Regions from separate parts of the Sus scrofa genome. Here regions 1 and 2 are each linked to region 3. Evidence: chromatin contacts called from public HiChIP or PLAC-seq data. All regions are on one chromosome and are shown on one strand. The core of a region is the stretch at or near the end of the contact, and the rest is flanking DNA. Distances in the headings are between cores, read along the strand shown. Region 1 has its middle 40 kb from the start of CD28. Region 2 has its middle 14 kb from the start of CD28. Region 3 has its middle 25 kb from the start of CTLA4.

What was found. HiChIP or PLAC-seq counts read pairs in DNA pulled down with a chosen protein or histone mark.
Region 1: an H3K27ac HiChIP or PLAC-seq map of skeletal muscle shows a contact between it and region 3, with 4 times the contacts expected there. The contact joins two enhancer-like sites. A contact is called at or near these places in 2 of 47 Hi-C or Micro-C datasets (both in skeletal muscle) and 1 of 2 datasets of contacts at active chromatin or transcription factors (skeletal muscle).
Region 2: a contact with region 3 is called in an H3K27ac HiChIP or PLAC-seq map of skeletal muscle. The contact joins two enhancer-like sites. A contact is called at or near these places in 1 of 47 Hi-C or Micro-C datasets (psoas muscle) and 1 of 2 datasets of contacts at active chromatin or transcription factors (skeletal muscle).

Annotation. Positions count from the first base shown.
Region 1 is chr15:107,086,545-107,089,987 of Sscrofa11.1, forward strand. No RefSeq gene overlaps it. Among named protein-coding and RNA genes, the nearest start is that of CD28, 40 kb to the right of the region's middle. Within about 2 kb of position 1,482, at least 29 of the 83 cell types and tissues checked have an H3K27ac peak or open chromatin away from gene starts, as enhancers often do. A contact at or near this core is called in skeletal muscle, where this site is marked.
Region 2 is chr15:107,112,803-107,116,156 of Sscrofa11.1, forward strand. No RefSeq gene overlaps it. Among named protein-coding and RNA genes, the nearest start is that of CD28, 14 kb to the right of the region's middle. Within about 2 kb of position 1,624, at least 22 of the 83 cell types and tissues checked have an H3K27ac peak or open chromatin away from gene starts, as enhancers often do. A contact at or near this core is called in skeletal muscle, where this site is marked.
Region 3 is chr15:107,306,449-107,310,178 of Sscrofa11.1, forward strand. No RefSeq gene overlaps it. Among named protein-coding and RNA genes, the nearest start is that of CTLA4, 25 kb to the left of the region's middle. Within about 2 kb of position 1,768, at least 16 of the 83 cell types and tissues checked have an H3K27ac peak or open chromatin away from gene starts, as enhancers often do. A contact at or near this core is called in skeletal muscle, where this site is marked.

The sequences.
Region 1 (3,443 bases), core at 232-2,731, 220 kb before region 3:
ATGGCAACATCTTCTGCACATAGTGAGTGTTGCAATTTTGGGTCAGAGACAACTCCCTTTGAAAAGGCAGAATTAAAAAAAAAAAAAAAAAGATGAGCAAAATATATACTTCAGGAGACCAAATGGAATATCCTCTTCTGTGGATGCAGAGATACACTCTCCCTCTTCCCCTAAGGAAGCCAGATCCTGCATCATTTTTTTCTGCTCACGACTCAGCAGAAACACAATGCTTCATTTTATAGAGGCTGATTACAACACAATGACAGCACTATAATTTCCTTCAGGGTGAAATACTTCACTTGGCTTTAGGCCAGCTGAGCTCAGTGTCACTTAGCACTTCTGCAACTTCTGACACAGGCAAATACCTTCACGTGGGTGCATGCTGTATTCCTTTAGGAAGCATTTTTTAAAACATTGTCACAGCAACTCATTCGAATCAGCAGTTGGGGTTTTGCACGTGACCAGATTTCTTTTCCCTGATGCGGACATTGGAATAGCCCATAAACCACTGAAAGTGACTGTGCCACCCACTTCTTCTGAGGCCAAAGCGGTCATGAAATGAGTTTGGTGTGCAGAGGACCTTTTGGTTCTTTCGTCAGAGGAAACCTATAATTGTAAAATTCCTCCTTGGTTCCATCGTTCACATAGACCTAAGGAGTGTTCCCTTGTCTTTTTCTGATTATGTGGGATGTGGTCAGTCTTGATGTTGTGTTGAAGAAGTTATAGACAGTTAAGTAAACATCTTAAGGAAAAAGCTAAGATCTAAAGCTAGGAACACTTCACATATTTGTCTATTAAGAAAAAAAAGATACTCCCCCCCTCCCCCGACAAAAAAAAGCCTCTTTCCTACCCCACCCCCAACACCTGTCTCCTTGTTATCACTGTGACTTTGCCCCAGGACACTGTCTCTACATAAAAGTTGGGTAATTCTTACTTCCTGAACGGGACCTACCTAACTGCTGGCACGTAATAGTCATCTCCCACATGGACAGGCCCAGTGGCTGCTGTGTGACGGGAGGGGACATATGAGAAGGGTGAGGGAAGGACAGCTGTGGAGCAGGTCTTTGATCCAACAGCAAAGCTAAGACCAGCCAATTAGACATCACATTCTCCTTTGGCAATCTGACCTGACAAGCGTGCCACAACTACTTCCAAAGACTTCCCTCTTTTTGGCTTAGATTGGGGGTGGGATGAGGATAGAAAATGAGAAGTCCAAAGGGGAAAATGACGTATTTGTTTCTTCACCTATTTATTGACTCCAAACAACAAACACTTACTACATGGTCTTTAGGGGATCAGGTGCTGTGCTCAGTGTTTCACATGCAATTTCTCTTAATTCTCACAATCCCATCAAGGAGATGAGTTTCAATCTTCATTTAGCAATGGAGAAAACTAAGCCTTTGGAGAGGTTGAGAAACTTGCCCAAGGTCACACAGATAAGAAGCAAAGCTGGGACAGTATCCTGCTCTGGGGACAAGCCTGTGCTCTTCACCACTGTGCTACACTGCCTCCCTGTGTTAGAACATCTTTAATCTTTTCTCCCCAGGATGGAGGAAGCTAAGCAGAAAAGAAACCTGTTAATTGGTAGATGTTTGGAAGGATGATTTCTTTGTCATTATATTGATGCTATAGTATTTATAGTAGAGTATGTCGAATTGTTACGTTTATATGAAACAGCGAGGAAACTTAAAGAGGCTTGAACAAAGTAATTCAAGCTGTTTGATTCTAACATGTGATTATAATGATCTCTTTCTGTTGGCCTCTGTCTGTCTGGCTTTCTGAAGTGATCTTTTGTTTTGCAGGAACAGTTGTTACTGAGCAATACCAGCTGCAAGGGAACAATTCCTGACATTACCTCCTCCCTGCTCTCCTCTTTCTTCCCTCCCCACAACCTCCGGTCCTGGCAAGTGCTATTATTTTGAATGGATATGATTGGCAGGGACGGGAAGCTCTCACATTTATTTCTGTGATACAACTTATTGAAGCAAAAGCTTACTCCAAAAGAGGCCCCAGCCCTGTATCAGGTTCAGACACAAACCTTCAGGGGAGAAAAGGGCTGCCAATACGATTTAGTTGGAAGATGGAAAACAGAGGGAAGAGGAACACTTTGGGAAATTTTGAGCTCTCTGATGTTCACAGTCTCCTCTTTTTGGCATCCTGAGAGATAGTTATGTCGCAGAGCACAAGCTGCAATAAAGAGAGTATCTAGGATCATATAATGTCTTCTGATGGAGATGTTAGATTTAGGGTTGGTCTAATTTACTTTGACTTTATTTCTGAAAATTGCCTCTGGGATGCAGAATCTGTCCTTAAATTAAAGCGTTCGCTTAATTTCATATTTCCTCTGAAGGAGTAGGTTCACATAACCAAAATCAGATAATCATAGATAACCCAAATCTGTATGTATCCCCAGGTCTTTTACAAAAGTATAAAGCCTTCTGTTGTATTGAAGGTTCTCAATCTTCTGTGTTTGTAGCATACTTTCAAGTGCTGGAATTGTTGGAAACACAAATGAAGGGCTTCAAAGAATCAAAACTATGCCACCATCTCAAGTATGATAAAACCGATCTCATGGTGTCCATAAAAATAACTAGAGCAGAGCACAGCTTGTGTGATTGCTTTTCGGTGCTCTGTCTAGGTTCAAGGACAGCTGTTTACTGCCCTGAACTTGATGTCTGATATGTTTGTGGAACAAACTGTTTACATGTTTCAGAAAATATACCGTCTTTCTTTGTGGCTGGTCCTGCTATTACTCTTTGCAAGATGAATCCTGGCATCTCAGTAACAGTATGTGTACTCAGTGGCAGCAGATATGATTTTTTTTCAAAATTTGGTAAAGTGTTCAGATTCTGGGGTGCCATAGCATCCAGTTTGAAAACCATTGCCTTATGTACTTGCAAGGTAAATCAGGATAAAAGGAAGAGCAGATGGAGAAAAGAGAAATGCATCTGAGGGAACTGCCCAAATGGCCCTCCCCTAGCAGATTAAAGCAAATATTTAGGCTTCTCTGGGTGGGTGACAATGCTTTTCATGTTAGTGACATTCAGGGTTGGCTGCTTGGGCGGGGGTGGGGAGCACTTAGACATGACGTAGCTTGGTAAAGTCTGGATAATTAATCAAGAATTCCAGTGGATTTTATAGTTTGATTATTTAGATGTGGATATGTGGAAAATATTAAATATGTATACTTCAAAGTTGTCAGTTGTTGGGTATTAAAGGAAGGATCCAGTTGGCAAGTGCCTGGCATGCATTTAGAGAAGCTTGTGGCATTATCACTCTATGTTCAAAGCTACCCAAGTGATTTGAAGGTGATTAGGCAGGTTTATTTTATTCATATGCACATGAATTTAGGAATTTGGATGGGAAACTTTCTTTCTTTCTTTTTTTTTTTAAAGCATATGTTTGAAGTTGATCCCAAATACTGCAGAATTCATTCCTCAACT
Region 2 (3,354 bases), core at 374-2,873, 190 kb before region 3:
TTGTATTAGGTTACATAGGATTTCAGGAGTTCGGGGTTAGAGAAATCCTCCCTCCTTTCCAAAGCTGAAATTTGCTGGGAGTTTTGCACCCCTGACTCATTACTATTTTATTCTCTTTATAGGACTAGAGAGAAAGCAAAATGAGACAAGCTAATCCTCACCAAAATGGGGTAACCTCTGGATCTTGAGGTGAACAAAGCAGTGTTGTTAGTCTAGAGAAGAAATGGTGACACTGCTCAGACCCACCCAGAGCCATCATCAGGGAAATTTCCCAGGAAAGGGCACAGCCCAGCTTACTGATCCTGCCAGATGTCAGCACACAAAGGTTCATGGACACTGTAGTTCTTCTCTCATGGCCTTTTCTTCCTTAAGCACCCCAGTATATCATACAGGCATTTAGTAGGCTGATAAGCGGGATAATTTTGGAGGGGGGCAAGTGCAATAGCTTTGCAGGGAAAGAGACTGTCTTCTGACAACTTTCCATCATCAAAGGAGTAATCTGAAAATTGACCGTTGTGGCCAACCACTGGCTAAATCACAATACTGAGTCTCCTTTTTTTTCTCTAGTAATAGAATCGCCCATATGTAGCTGGAACCAACTTTGACATTCGTTGGTCATATGACTTAGTTTTGGCCAATGGAATATAAGCAGAAATGATATCATTTCTGAGCTGTATCCTTAAAGGTAAGAGGCAGCCCCTCCCTTTCTCCATCTTAACCTTCTTGTTGGCTGGGATGTGAGAGTGATTCATCCTGGATCACGTGGGTCCAAGGATGGTGAAGCTACATGACAGAGGCACCTCGTCTCTGCACCTCTAGCTGCCATACCAGCCCTGAACCACGTACCCCCAGACTGTTAGATGAGAAAGGAAAAAGCATCTGTGGTGTTTAAAGTACTATTATTTTTGGTTTCAGGACTCTCCTAAGTTGATGACTTTGGATTTCAGTGGAATAGAGTCAATTTTAGTTGAGATTATAGCCTTGTTAATTCAACTCATGTGTTTCAACAGGCAGCATTACTCTCCTGAGCTTTGTATCTTCCAATTAGGGTGCTACCTTTTGGGGGAATACACAGAGAAAGAAAAGGCTGTGAATTAGGCCACAGATAATACGCAGTAGAGATCTAGCCTTTTCACTCAGACCCCCAAATCCTGTCTACAACAAACTGTCACTTATTCCTAACGTGGCCATATTTCTCTGACACACCCCATGACTGACGTCAGTAAGGGCAGAAGTACCTTCTCAGACATGACTAGAGTGTTTGAGCTTGTTGCTAGGACATTTATGAAATTTCCATATTCTATCCCAGGAAAAGCAATTCAATTTTTCATTGATGCCACAATCTTTTTAGCCAGAAATACAAGAAAGCTACTGTTGGCTGTGGCTTTTTGGCAGAACTCTGAAGTGTGGCCTGGATCTGAGAACCCACAATCCAAGAATAAGGTACCCTTTACATATAAAATTGTTGAATTTGGGTGGAAACTAGTCCAGCTATGCTCATGAAGCCACTGTCTTGCAGGGTCAAAAAAGAGCTTATTTTTCAAGTAAGTGTGTTTCACTGTTTACTGGCGACTACCAAAATAATTATTTCCTGTGTGGGTCACTGGGAGTGAGGTAATCCCAAGGAAAATGTTCCATTGTGCTTACTGGGCTGGACAGTGCAGCAGCTCTAGACATTCCCTTAAAGGAACAGTCATTGTGCTGAATGAAAGTCTGATTCATATGCTTGGAGTGAGATTCATTTTCTACATGATACTTTCAGGCTCTTATGAGAGATGGCAAATATGACTGTACACATTAACATGTCTGTGGGTTCCCTTATTGTGTTGATTCACTTATTTTTTTGGTCTTTTTTTCTTTTTATGGCTGTTCCTGCAGTATATCATATGGGAGTTCCTGGGCTTAGGGATCAAATTGGGACTGCAGCTGAGGCCTACACCACAGCCACAGTAACACTGGATCTGAGGCACATCTGTGACCTATGCCGAAGCTTGCGGCAATGCTGGATCCTTAACCCACTCAGTGAGACCAAGTTTTGAACCCACATCCTCACGGATGCTATGTTGGGTTCTTAACCTGCTGAGCCACAATGGGAACTCCTGTGTTGGTTCATCTAAATGGTTTTATATGTGTGTCAGAAGGAGAATGCCTATATGAATCAAGATAATGCTCTCTGCCTCTATCAACTCAAAAGCAGAAACTTTCTTTGTACACTTGTCTGTCTTGAGCCACCTGAGAACATGCTTCATTTGACTTTGTCTTGCCGGTCCATACTAATGGCCCATCACTGAACACAATGCTCATTAACCATCTGTGGATAGCTTGCAAAAGAAGTGACTTCCAGGAGTTCCCATCGTGGCGCAGTGGTTAATGAATCCGACTAGGAACCATGAGGTTGCAGGTTTGGTCCCTGCCCTTGCTCAGTGGGTTGACGATCCGGCGTTGCCGTGAGCTGTGGTGTAGGTTGCAGACGCAGCTCGGATCCCATGTTGCTGTGGCTGTGGTGTAGGCTGGTGGCTACAGCTCTGATTAGACCCCTAGCCTGGGAACCTCCATATGCTGTGGGAGCGGCCTAAGAAATGTCAAAAAGACAAAAAAAAAAAAAAAAAAAAAAAAAAAAAGAAGTGACTTCCAGCGAGGGATCTGCTCCTCCAAAACTGAGATGAGAGAAGTGCCAGAAGGCGTGCCTGGCCGGCTAAGACTAGTGCCTCCTGAGCTGTCAAACTACATGGTTCCAGAGATTAAACAGTTCTCTGCTTCCAAACTATTCCCTGGAGTAGTAGGTCCAGAACCTTCCATACAAATGTGTTTGATACTGGTACAGCCAGTAGAATGAACTGTGGCATCTGGATCACAGGTGACAGGCAATCAAATGAGGCCAAATGGGATACCTCTGGTTCTAAAGCAGAAGAAAGCTTTTAATACACACTACCTGCTGCCTCACCCTGCCATACCTTCCAGTGCTGCTCTGGTTTAGGAGCTTAACATGTACATTACAGATTATAGAGCTGCATATTATAAATGGCAGTGTTTGTTACTGATTAATCCACTCACCGATTTTTTTTATTGAGTGCTTGCTTTGTGTTAGGCATTGTATTAGTGCTGGGGTTTAGAGGTGAACAAGCCAGATGTGGTCCCTGCCCTTAAGAAGTTTAGCCTCTAGTAGAAGAGATAAACACACCCGCACACAAAATTAAAAAAAAATTTACAAACATTGGCAATCTAAGAAAAATAAACTGGATGTTGAGGTAAGGAATTAAAGAAGTACTCAATTTACATAAAGTGGTTGGAAATAACTGTCAGGAGGAGCGAACCCTGGGAAGAATGAAGAGAAAGAACTTTCCAGGCAGAGGA
Region 3 (3,730 bases), core at 518-3,017:
TATTCAAACTGGCACAATAAAAGAAAGGAAGGGAGTTGATTCCGTGTTTTATTAAATATGCTGGTCATTCAGGCAACCAGCCAGCCAGCAAGCAATATTCATAGAAGCTGCTGTATGTCATGCATGGCTCTAGGTACTTCAAGGATGCTTAGCACTCAAGGAACAGTTAATGAACAGTATCTTAGATTCTCCACTATTTTTAAGTGTTGATTCCTACTGGAGTTGATCATGCAAAACTATGCGCTACAACTCCATGTGGATGGAGCAGATATGAATTTTAGGGAGGGATAATGTATTTCAGTTCATTTTCTTTGTTTTAGTACTTCAATTTCAGATTTTGATTTCTGACTGCAAGCTGCATTCTGCTAGGTTAGTGGAAAGAAAATTTAACCTCAATCCCTTCTGGGGTTTCCCCATCTCTACCCAGGATTGTGTCACATTTCTGGATCTTGTGCAATGTTAAGTTGCTGGGGTAAGCTGTCATTAGGTCTTCCCACACCTGTCCCATTCCAGTTTTTTGGGTCTTCTTCACCCTCCAGGAATAGTGGGTCTCAGGCCCATACATGTTCAGCTTGGGCAGAGGTGTCTTGAATGAAGCTGGCTCTGGTCCCATTGGCTGGTATGTACCCTACAGCCATTCCCTTCCCTCTCTGTGGTCTGGCTATCTTCCAGGTGATGTTACCAGGAATGAGACATAGGTACCCTCTGCTCCCTGACCTCTCTCTTCCTGACCCTTGGGGGAATCTCTTTAGGGGCTGAAGGAAATCCTCAGTTCAGGCTTCTTTGAGAACCTCCCTTATGTGGAGGTCTCCTGTTAAACAAAAGGGAGAAAACCCATGGGAGTAGTTCTGCCTTTTCCTCTGGCACATTCTTTCCCTGCGGCAAAGAAGAGCAAAGGCAAGTTATGAGACCATGGGGGTGCAGAGATTAGAAAGAAGTGAAGGGAATACATCATTATTATTTAAAAATATGATTATTTAAAATTCTTATGATTGTAAATGTACACACTCATCAGAATGGCAGGGAATGTAAGAGAGCAAATAGAGGGAGGAAAGAAGAATCCAATTCAAATGGGATTGAGAGGGTCTCTGTGTTAAGACAGAGCTGCACATGTTCAATGGTTTCTTTTAAAATTGTATTTACATACAAATGGGTAATTCTTAAAAAATGACTGTTTAATATGGGGTGGCTCCACAATATAGCAAGCTATGATCAAATGGCTTGTGGGGCAATCAGAATGTAAGATAGTTTTTTGGGGGGTAAATGGGTAAATAGAGGGAAGAGAGATGAAATTTCTTTAAGATCATTTCTCCTACTAATTTGTGAAGATACAACCCCTGTCTCAAAGAGTATTAGTGCTAAGAAAGATTGTTGAAGAGCCTATAGTTTTATCATTTACTTTTCTAAAGGATAGAAAGCTAATAATATGTGCTCCAAGTTGTCTAGTCCACAGCAGAAATGGAACTAAACCTAAGCCTTTGGGTCCTGGTTCTTTGTGATCACCAGGGCATTCTTACATATTGCCAAGGGAAAGGTATTTAATAATTAGGCTACTTTAAGGGTAAGAATAGACTGAAAAAGAGCATCTTCATCAATGCCAATATAACATTATTTTAATGGATTTCAAGCCATAACCCTTTGTCAATAACTGTTCCTCGGAGTTTATTTCCAGGAACTAAAGATGTCATCTAAGGACTTGGATTGCAGCACTGAATCGCCATTGTGTTCTCAGACTCAGAAACCCAGGCCAGCTGCATGGCCAGATGGCCCTCTGGTCCCAGTGGGCCTATCCTGCTGGCCTGAGAACTGGAAGCAGAGCAGCAGCAGCAGAGAAAGAGATGGGGGGAAGGGAAATTTTAGCCAGTGGCTGCTGCAACTCCAGCTGTTGATCCGATTCCCAGACATGAGCGCAATGATGATTTGGCTGCCAAAAGAATAACATGTATTCTAGAGACAACGGCCAAGGAGCTGAAGGATTTTCTTCAATAAATGTGTGTTGTCTCCTGAGCATCCAGGAGAGGAGTGAAGCTCAGTTTAATTTTTTTTTCCTTCAGTATGATTTGAAGGGACATATGCTGTGATTTTGTTATGACTTTGCTCCTCAAAGTGTGGTTCCTAGTTGCATCGGTGTCAGTGGGAGCAGATTCAAAATGCAGACTCTTAGTCCCCACCCCAAACCTAGTGACTCAGATTCTACATTTGTAACAAGATCCCCAGGTGATTTGAGGCACCTTGGGATTGAGAAGCACTTCAGAAGGCAAAGGAAGTCGGGTGGTATTCTGGGTCAATAGGATTGGGGAGCACACTCAGCTGTGGGCAGCATTGGTGGTGCAAAGAAGATGAGACCTGATTCTAGACTTGATCCTGCCATTTTCCCTTGGTGTGAGCCTAGAGAAATGACTCCCTCCCTTCAAGGCAATGAGCTCCTCCTTTTTAAAAGGAGAGAATAAGAGTTCCCATTGTGGCTCAGTGGTAATGAACCTGACTAGTATCCATGAGGATGTGGGTTTGATCTTTGGCCTTGCTCAGTGGGTTAAGGATCCGGCCTTGCCATGAGCTATGGTGTATTTCGAAGATTCAGCTCGGATCCCACATTGCTGTGGCTGTGGTGTAGACCACCTGCTGTAGCTCCGATTCCATCCCTGGCGTGGGAACTTCCATATGCTGTGGGATGGGTCCTAAAAAGACCAAATAGATAAATACATAAATAAATAAATTTTATAAAGGGGGAGAATAACATCTGACTTGTTTATCTGAGGACTATGCTGAGGATGGAATGAGATTCTGTAAGAAAAAAGGACCTGTAACGTAAAATGCACTTTTCACATGCAAGAGCATAGAGATCGTGAAGTTGTTCAGATCTACTTAAAAGTAGAATTTAGGCTTTCTTTGACTTTTGAAATGAGTCAGAGCACGTCTTAGTCAATTATGAAGAAAATGTACGTGACAGGCAAGAGCAGCTCATGAATCAAGGAAACATCTCCTCTGAGCCACCCTCCTCTGAGTTGAACAAAGAACTTGGACTCATAGAAATGGATCCAGTCCAGCAGTGTTTGTGAAGTTAGCATTGGTTCTTAGTCATAGCTGTTCATCACAACCATCATCTGGGGGAAATCTAAAAACTATTGTTGCCTGGGTTCCAACTCAGACCAATTGAATCAGTACCACTGGGGCTGGGACACTGGCACTACTATTTAAGAGTTCCTCAGGTGATCTCAATGTGTACTGGGGTTGACCCCCACAGATAAAGGGAATTGTCAGAACAGGTTGCTATGTACATTTTTGAACATTTCTTGTTGCGGCCAATCAAGAAATAAAACTAGGACAGGGAAATACTTGTGTGTTTTTTCATGTTTCCAAAATCCCTCTCGGAGGAATTCATTTTCAAACGTGAAGTTGGAAAACCAGGAAAGAAGGTAATCTCATTTTACCGCACCGGAAACTCTGAACACGAGGGAGTCTTTAGGTGGTTTATCGGGATGTGATGGCGTCAGATCGGGGCACCACAGTTTTGATTTATTAGGCTTTGTAAATGGGACCATTCAAAGGAAGGATGCCGATAATTAAGGACTGGATACTTGAACTCGGAGGAAACCCCAGTCCCAAAGAAAACGTGTTGGTCAGAGAAAGGTTGATAACTGTGACAAGAAGACTCCGGAGCTTGAAGATCACTCCGCAAGAATCGGGCACAGTAGGTCATTTTGGAGACAGGCGGACCTTCTGAGGCCCT